Linked DNA regions of Sus scrofa: region 2 is linked to region 1. Evidence: chromatin contacts called from public promoter capture Hi-C data. All regions are on one chromosome and are shown on one strand. Each heading gives the region's core, a stretch centred on a gene start, on an enhancer-like site or on the middle of the called end of the contact. The rest is flanking DNA. Distances are from core to core; before and after follow the strand shown. Region 1 holds the start of IVD (isovaleryl-CoA dehydrogenase). Region 2 holds the start of C1H15orf52.

Evidence for each region. Promoter capture Hi-C pulls out the DNA fragments that hold promoters and counts their contacts.
Region 2: a contact with region 1 is called in a promoter capture Hi-C map of liver, with 4 times the contacts expected there. The contact joins the promoter of C1H15orf52 here to the promoter of IVD in region 1. A contact is called at or near these places in 2 of 5 promoter capture datasets (fetal skeletal muscle and liver), 10 of 47 Hi-C or Micro-C datasets (alveolar macrophages, blood, heart right ventricle and 3 more) and 2 of 2 datasets of contacts at active chromatin or transcription factors (alveolar macrophages and skeletal muscle).

The regions. Positions count from the first base shown.
Region 1 is chr1:130,908,833-130,912,361 of Sscrofa11.1, reverse strand. It overlaps IVD (isovaleryl-CoA dehydrogenase), which reads left to right and starts at 1,780. Exons shown (of 12, transcript NM_001167635.1): 1 at 1,780-1,932. The coding sequence starts at 1,780.
Region 2 is chr1:130,972,832-130,976,360 of Sscrofa11.1, reverse strand. It overlaps C1H15orf52, which reads right to left and starts at 1,726. Exons shown (of 12, transcript XM_003353393.4): 1 at 1,657-1,726; 2 at 1,569-1,654; 3 at 664-777; 4 at 272-379. The coding sequence starts at 1,711.

The sequences.
Region 1 (3,529 bases), core at 531-3,030:
ATGCACGGGAGCGGCCCAAGAAATGGGGAAAAGGGGAAAAAAAAAGGAAAAAGAAAACTATGCATTTGGAATGGATAAGCAATGAGATCCTCCTGTATAGCACTGGGAACTATATGTAGTTAATTTTGACAGAGCATGATGGAGGATAATGTGAGAAAAAGAACATATATATGTGTGTGTGACTGGGTCACTTTGCTGTACGGTAGAAAATTGACAGGGAGTTCCCATTGTGGTACAGCAGAGACGAATCCGATTGAATCATGAGGTTTCGGTTTGATCTCTGACCTTGTTCAGTGGGTTAAGGATCTGGTATCACCATTAGCCATGGTGTAGGTCACAGACGTGGCTCCGATCCTGCACGTTGCTGTGGCATAGGCCAGCAGCAATTGGACCCCCAGCCTGGGAACCTCCATATGCCTAAAAAGCAAAAAAAAAAAAAAAAAAAAAAAGACAGAAAACTGTAAACCGACTATAATGAGAAAAAAATCATTAAAAAAATGAAACAATAGTACAGTGATAAAGCAGAGTCCCAGTTCCTCCTCAAGGAATATATATATGTAGCTATCTTTGAGGGGTTGTTTGTTTGGAAGTTCTCTGGCTAGGGGTTGAATTGGAGCTGTAGCTGCACCACAGCCACAGCAACGCCAGATCTGAGCCACATCTATGACCTACTCTGCAGCTCATGGCAATGCCGGATCCCTAACCCACCGAGGGAGGCCAGGGATGGAGCCTCATGGATACCAGCCGGGTTCATCACCTGCTGAGCCACAACAGGAACTCCTATCTTTGAGTTCTTTTGCAGGAACTAAGGCCTCTACCCAAGTGGAGGATGGTAACCTCAATCTGAATACCAGATTCCTGGAACATCATCACCCTGTTACCTCACCACCAACTAGTCACAAGAAAGTCTGCACACAGTTAGTGGTAAGGAAGAGTCTGACCCCCTCACAAAAGACTGATTGTGATTATCTCCCCTACTTTATCCCTTTAAAACCTTTCGTGGTCCCTCAGAATCTTCAGAATTGGTTCTTCAACACAAGTCCACCTTCTTACCAGGTTTCTGGTCATCTAAATAAAGCAACTTTTCCTTTCCAACCAACACCTGTCTCCAGCGGGGAGGAGCCCAACCTGAGCTCAGTTTCCTTCTCTTCTTAAAAGTGTGTCCTGACTGCCCTTCTTATGTACAGTAAATAATTTGGAACATAGCAATTCCTTAACAACCACTTTCCCATAAAATTCAAGTCAAAATCAACAAACCTTGTTACATAATAAAGCAAATTTTACTGAGTCATAACCAGAATGCACCCTAGAGCAAGCGCTCTTCTCCCAGATTTGCTTTAACAATGTATAGACCACTCTGGGGCATTGGCGGATTTTTCCATTTGCTGTTCTAGCATTTGCTTTCTCACAGCCTTCTGCAGTTAGGACTGCTATTTTCCACGCAGGGGGGAACACTATAGCCGCCCCTCAAAAAAAAGAAGACACTTTTCCGGCTCATCTACTTAAAAAAGACAAACCAATGATGACGGCCCTCACTTCCCACATCTCCCAGCTAGCACCCTTTCCTTTCAGGGCGTGTTTATGCTGGCGGTCACCGCCGATTGGCTGGTGCCGCTTACAATGATCGAGGGGCCTTCAGCGGGCAACGGAGGGTGATTGGCTTATGGGGACCCACCCCCTCGCCAATTAGTTGGCGTCTGCAAAACCGCGGACTGGTGGAGCGTGTGGGCGTGCCTGGCTCAAGGCTGCTTTACTTCCAGCTCCCCTTACAAGGCAGAGATGGCGGCTTCAGCTTGGCTACTCGGTAGGCGCTTTGCGAGCTGGAGGCCGCGGCCGCAGCTACAGGCGTTCAGTGGCCTGATTACCCAGCAGGCCAGCTCGCTGTTGCCGGTGGATGATGTGATCAATGGTCTCAGTGAGGAGCAGAAGCAGGTAGGGAGCCCGACCGCCTTCCCGGCCCCTTCTCCCTGCTTCGTGGTCGCCTGGGCGCTTTTCTGCGCGGAATTCACTCAGCTGCCGCTTTTGATAAGGGAGCGCCAGCGCTGGGGGGGTAGCGGGCCTTAGCCTTCCCTCTGTGGCGGTAGCAAGGCTGAGCTGTCGGAGTTAGTGGAGAAATTGCGGACAGGAACGCTCCAGGGAGTCTGAGGGGTTTTTTGGTGGAGGGTTGGCAAGGTTATCCGTGTGTGGCAAAAGGGCCTGTAATCTGTCCGAAGTACTCTTACACCTCAACACTGTCTAAGGCTGCAGTCCTCGAGCCTGATTAATCATCACCATAGAATCTTTATGTGAATACCCACCTTGGGGTGGGGGTGAAATACACATTGTAGTCTACTCCTCCTGTCAGAGTACAAAGTGGAACAAAAACTTGAATGATGTCGTTACAAATGGAGCTGAACTGTGGTGTAGGTCGCAGAGGCGGCTCAGATCCCGCTTTGCTGTGGCCATGGTGCAGGCCGGCAGCTACTGGTGCGGCTCTAAAAAGACCAATAAATAAATAAATAAATAAATAAATAAAAATGGAGCTGAACCAGAGCCATTCTTGGGGGAAGGAGACTGGGTTCACTTGGACACTGGTTTGGATTCCTGGAAGAGTGATTCTTCCATGGCTCTAAGCAACTGTCTGAACTTGGCCAGAGGCCAAAGCCTAGTTGCATTTACAGTCAGCAGATAGAGTTTTGAATCACTTCTGGCAGAAAGTGTTCAATCCTAGTTCTCAAGCTTTCCAGCCCAGAAGAATTTATTTTTCGTTCTTTCCTTTTTTTTTTTTTTTTTTTTTGCATTTTAGGGCTGCACCCGAGGCATATGGAAGTTCCCAGGCTAGGGGTCAAATTGGAGAATTGGAGCTGTAGCCACTGGCCTACACCACAGCCACAGCAAAGTAGGATCTGACCTGCGTCTGTGACCAACACCACAGCTCAGAGCAACGCCCAGATTCCCGATCCACTGATCGAGGCCAGGAATTGAATCTGCATCCTCATGGATCCTAGGATCCTAGTTGGATTGTTTCTGCTGTGCCATGATGGGAACTCCCAGCCCAGAAGAGTTTCTAATTTCTCTTGAGTAATAATCCCTTTTAGCCAAAGGCTTTGGTGTGTCTAAAAGTGCCTGAAAGTGCAGAGAACTGAAGGGAGTGTGACTGGAGAGCAGTGAGTTGGGGATGAGAAAGGTACTTGGGGAGGCTGGAAAGGCCTGCAGGGAGTCACCTCACAGGGCCTTCTAGTCCTGAGTAAAGAGTTGGGGTTGTTTTGGTTTCTGGTTTTTCGTTTTTACCATTTTTAAAATTGAAGTGTAGTTAATTTACAATGTTGTTAGTTTCAGGTATACACAAAGTGACTCAGTTATGCATACATATATATAATGAGTTTTTCCTTTAAGTACAGTGGAAAGCCATGCAATGATTTATGTAGGGGAGTGACATTTAAAAAAAGAATCTTCAGGGAGTTCCCCTTGTGGGTTAAGAACCCAAGTAGTTAGTATCCATGAGGATGTGGGTTTGATCCCTGGCCTCACTCAGTAGATTAAGAATCTC
Region 2 (3,529 bases), core at 477-2,976, 64 kb before region 1:
GGTTTGGGGTTTGGGAGCGGCCTGTGCTTGGGGGCACAGATGCAGAGCTCTGAGGCTGGAAAAGGGCATGAGGAGGCTTCCGTTTGGTCACCTTTCAGCAGTGCCTCTTTGGGGATAGGGGCCAGCAGTGGCCTGGGCTGCATGAGGTTGAGAGCTGGTAGGTTTACCCCAGAACATGAATGGGGAAGCAGAGGAGCAGGGGCAGCTGGGCCTCCCCCTCCTAGCCAGCACCCGACCACCCCCCACCTCCCAGCTCTGGAGTGGGGCTTACTCCAGGAACCTGGCTGATGGTGACAGTGAGGCCGTCAGGACGGAGGAGCTCCGGCGTGGTCACCGCTATGCCCCCCTGCTCCGCCTGCCGACGGTCTTCCTGTATCTCCTGCAGGAGGGCCTGGGGTCAGCACAGGCCATACCCGCCCCAGATGCACAGAGACAGAGACACTGACAGGCCTACACAGAGAAACACCGGTGAGACACCAGGGGCAGAGGCACCCCATCATGGGGTCCCCAAGACCCTCTCAGAGCCTCTGAGATGGAACACACCCACCCTACTCCTGGCCCCAGGCCCAGAGCCTGCAGGGAGAGATCACCATGCAGGGGTCTGTAGGTCAGATCTCGAAGGCCAACTCAGTCAGTCCTCCCGGCCCGTCACAGCCCACTCACCTGGTACCTGCGCAGTAAGGCCTGGTTCTTCTTGCGAAGGGCAACTATCCTCCGGTCCAGCTCTGCATCCTTCTCCTCCTGCCTGCTCATCGGGGACTCAGCCCCATGAGGCCCCTGCTGAGGGCAGGGGGCCCAAGCTCCTGACTCCTGGGCCCAGGCCTTCCTAGGTCCTCAGCTTTCACATACCCACCCAACCATACTCTTACCACCCAAAGAAGAGACCCCAGACCCAGAGCTAGGGTCCCATGGAAGGCCCCAAGCCCCCACCCCGCTAGACCTGCCTGTCCATCTCTCTGCCTCCTCCGGGGTTCAGGTTAGGGCCTCATATCCAGGCCCGCAGCTCCCAGCACTGGCTGCCCCTCCCCCAGGCTCTCCAGGGAGCGCCACTGCTGAGCAGAGCCTGGAATGGGAGTTATAAATGGCTCTGGCAGCGGAACCTGCCGTGACTGGGAAGTTGCCAGGGGATTCAGGAGGTCGGGGGGAGCTGTTTGGCTCCCAGGCCCAGAACCGCAGTGAAGAGAAAGGTCCCTACTCCGTCCTGGGCTCCCAGGCCCTGCACCCCACTCCCCAGGCCTGTGCCCAGCTTGTGGGAAAGAAGCGCTCCCACAGGCCCAACCTCTCTAGGCTGCGAGCTGCTGGCAGTCGGGGCAGGAAGGAGCCGGCTCCATGGGCAGGCCCAGCCCAGGAGGCGCCCTGGGAACAGGGTGCCTCGGCATTGAGATCCCTGGGTCCCTCTCTTCTGGCTGCTGAGATTCCGTTGTGGCCAATGCCCCTGCCCAGCTCCCCCACCCGCCCCGGCACAGCCCTCTTCCTCCCAGGCCCAGCTGTCCCCAGCTGCCCCAGAGTGTGGCCGCCTGATGTCCCAGCCCCAAGAAGCCCCCCGCCAAAGGCAAGGTGCCACTCACAGCCGAGTGCATGGCCACAGAGGGCACCGAGAGAATTCCAGAACAGTCTTGGGGGAGCCAGAGCGGGAGGGAAGCCGGAGCCACAGAGCCGGGCCTCTGCCGGTCTCTCCCTGCCGGCTTTGCAGCTCAGCACACGAGATCATGTTGTGATTACAAAAGACTCCTCTGGGCTCCCAGCCAGGAACTCCGCGGCCACTGCCCCCACCCATCCACTCTCAGAGGGCGAGGACCCAGGGCACCAGCAGCCAGCTGGCCCTGCCCGGCACCTCCCTGCCCCAGCGTCCCCAGACAGACTGGTAGGGGTTTCTTCCTGGCAGGCTAAGCCCCCATAGAGGGCCTGGCTGCCCCAGGCCCTGTGACCCAGTAACACCCCTGCCTGGTCCTGCTTGCAGACAGAGGGGCACCTAGGAGGCCTCTGTCCCTCCCATTAGTAGATAAAGACCTACAGCCCAGCCCACTGCACTCCCTGGTATGAGGGACCACCCCCACCCCCCACCCTCAAAATGAGCCTCACCTCACTCTCCTCATCTGCGCTGATTTAAGTAATTCAAAGGGATCAAGAAGCTCACTTTCCCTAAGCCACCAAGTACTACTGCATACCTAAAATAACACTATTAGTCATGCATTCCTTAGGTGGAACATAGCCTGTATTTTATTTTGATTTTTTTTTCTTTGTAGGGCCTCACCTGCAGCCTATGGAAGTTCCCAAGCCAGGGGTCAAATTGGAGATGCAGGTGCCAGCCTACACCATAGCCACAGCAATAGGGGATCTGAGATACATCTGTGATCTATGCCAGAATTTGCAGCAACGCCGGATCTTTAATCTAATGAGTAAGGCCAGGGATCAAATGCACATCCTCAAGGACACTATGTCAGGTTCTTAACCCATGGAGCCACAACAGGAACTCCTGGCCTGTATGTTAAAGTACAGCTGCTTCCCTTGCTATGGGGAAATTCCTGCAGGGCCTGTGCCACCACAGCTCAGGCTCCTGACTCTGGGCCCTTCCTGGCCATGTTCTCCGGGGATAGTCCTTTCAGCCTCTCGGATCCTGAGAAAGGATGCAGCTTTTCTTGGGAAAATTTCTCCCCACATCTTCCCAGTACACCTGAGGCTGCTGTCTCTGCTCAAGGGAGCAGCTTGTCTGGTGATCCCAACCCTTAGATCCCAACCCTTGGTATCAGGAGCACCTGGTTCAATAGTAATATGTCCTCTGGAGTTCCCACCGTGGTTCAGCGGAAACAAACCCAACTAGTATCCATGAGGATGCAGGTTCGATCCCTGGTCTCACTCAGTGGGTTAAAGATTCGGCATTGCTGTGGCTGTGGTGTAGACCAGCAGCTGTAGCTCTGATTTGACCCCTAGCCTGGGAACTTCCATATGCCCTAAATGGGGCCCTAAAAAAAAGAAAAAAGGGCAGAAAAAAATTAATACAAAATAGTAACATGAAGAGTTCCCATTGTGGTGCAGCGGAAACAAGTCCGACTGGCACCTCTTCCTCCCTCCTCCCTGGTAGTATGGGAAGAGGGAAAGGGGCTGGGCTGCCATGTTTCACCCTATGCCTTCCACTGCGCCAAACGGAAGGCCCCCTGGTGGCGTTCTTCCAATTTACAATGGCCTGTTGGGATCACAGCCTTTGCCCTTTTCCAGAGCATATATAGCGTCATCCCACTTGGTTATTAAAATAATTATAAGGAGTTCCTGTCATGGCGCAGCAGAAATGAATCCGACTAGGAACCATGAGGTTGCGGGTCCGAACCCTGGCCTCACTCAGTGGGTTAAGGATCCGGTATTGCTGTGAGCTGTGGTGTAGGTCACAGATGCAGCTCGGATCTGGCATTGCTGTGGCTCTGGTGTAGGCCAGCAGCTACATATCTGATTTGACTCCTAGCCTGGAAATTTGCATATGCTGCAAGTGTGGCCCTAAAAAAAAAAAAAAATAGTAACAGGTCCCCCACCTCCA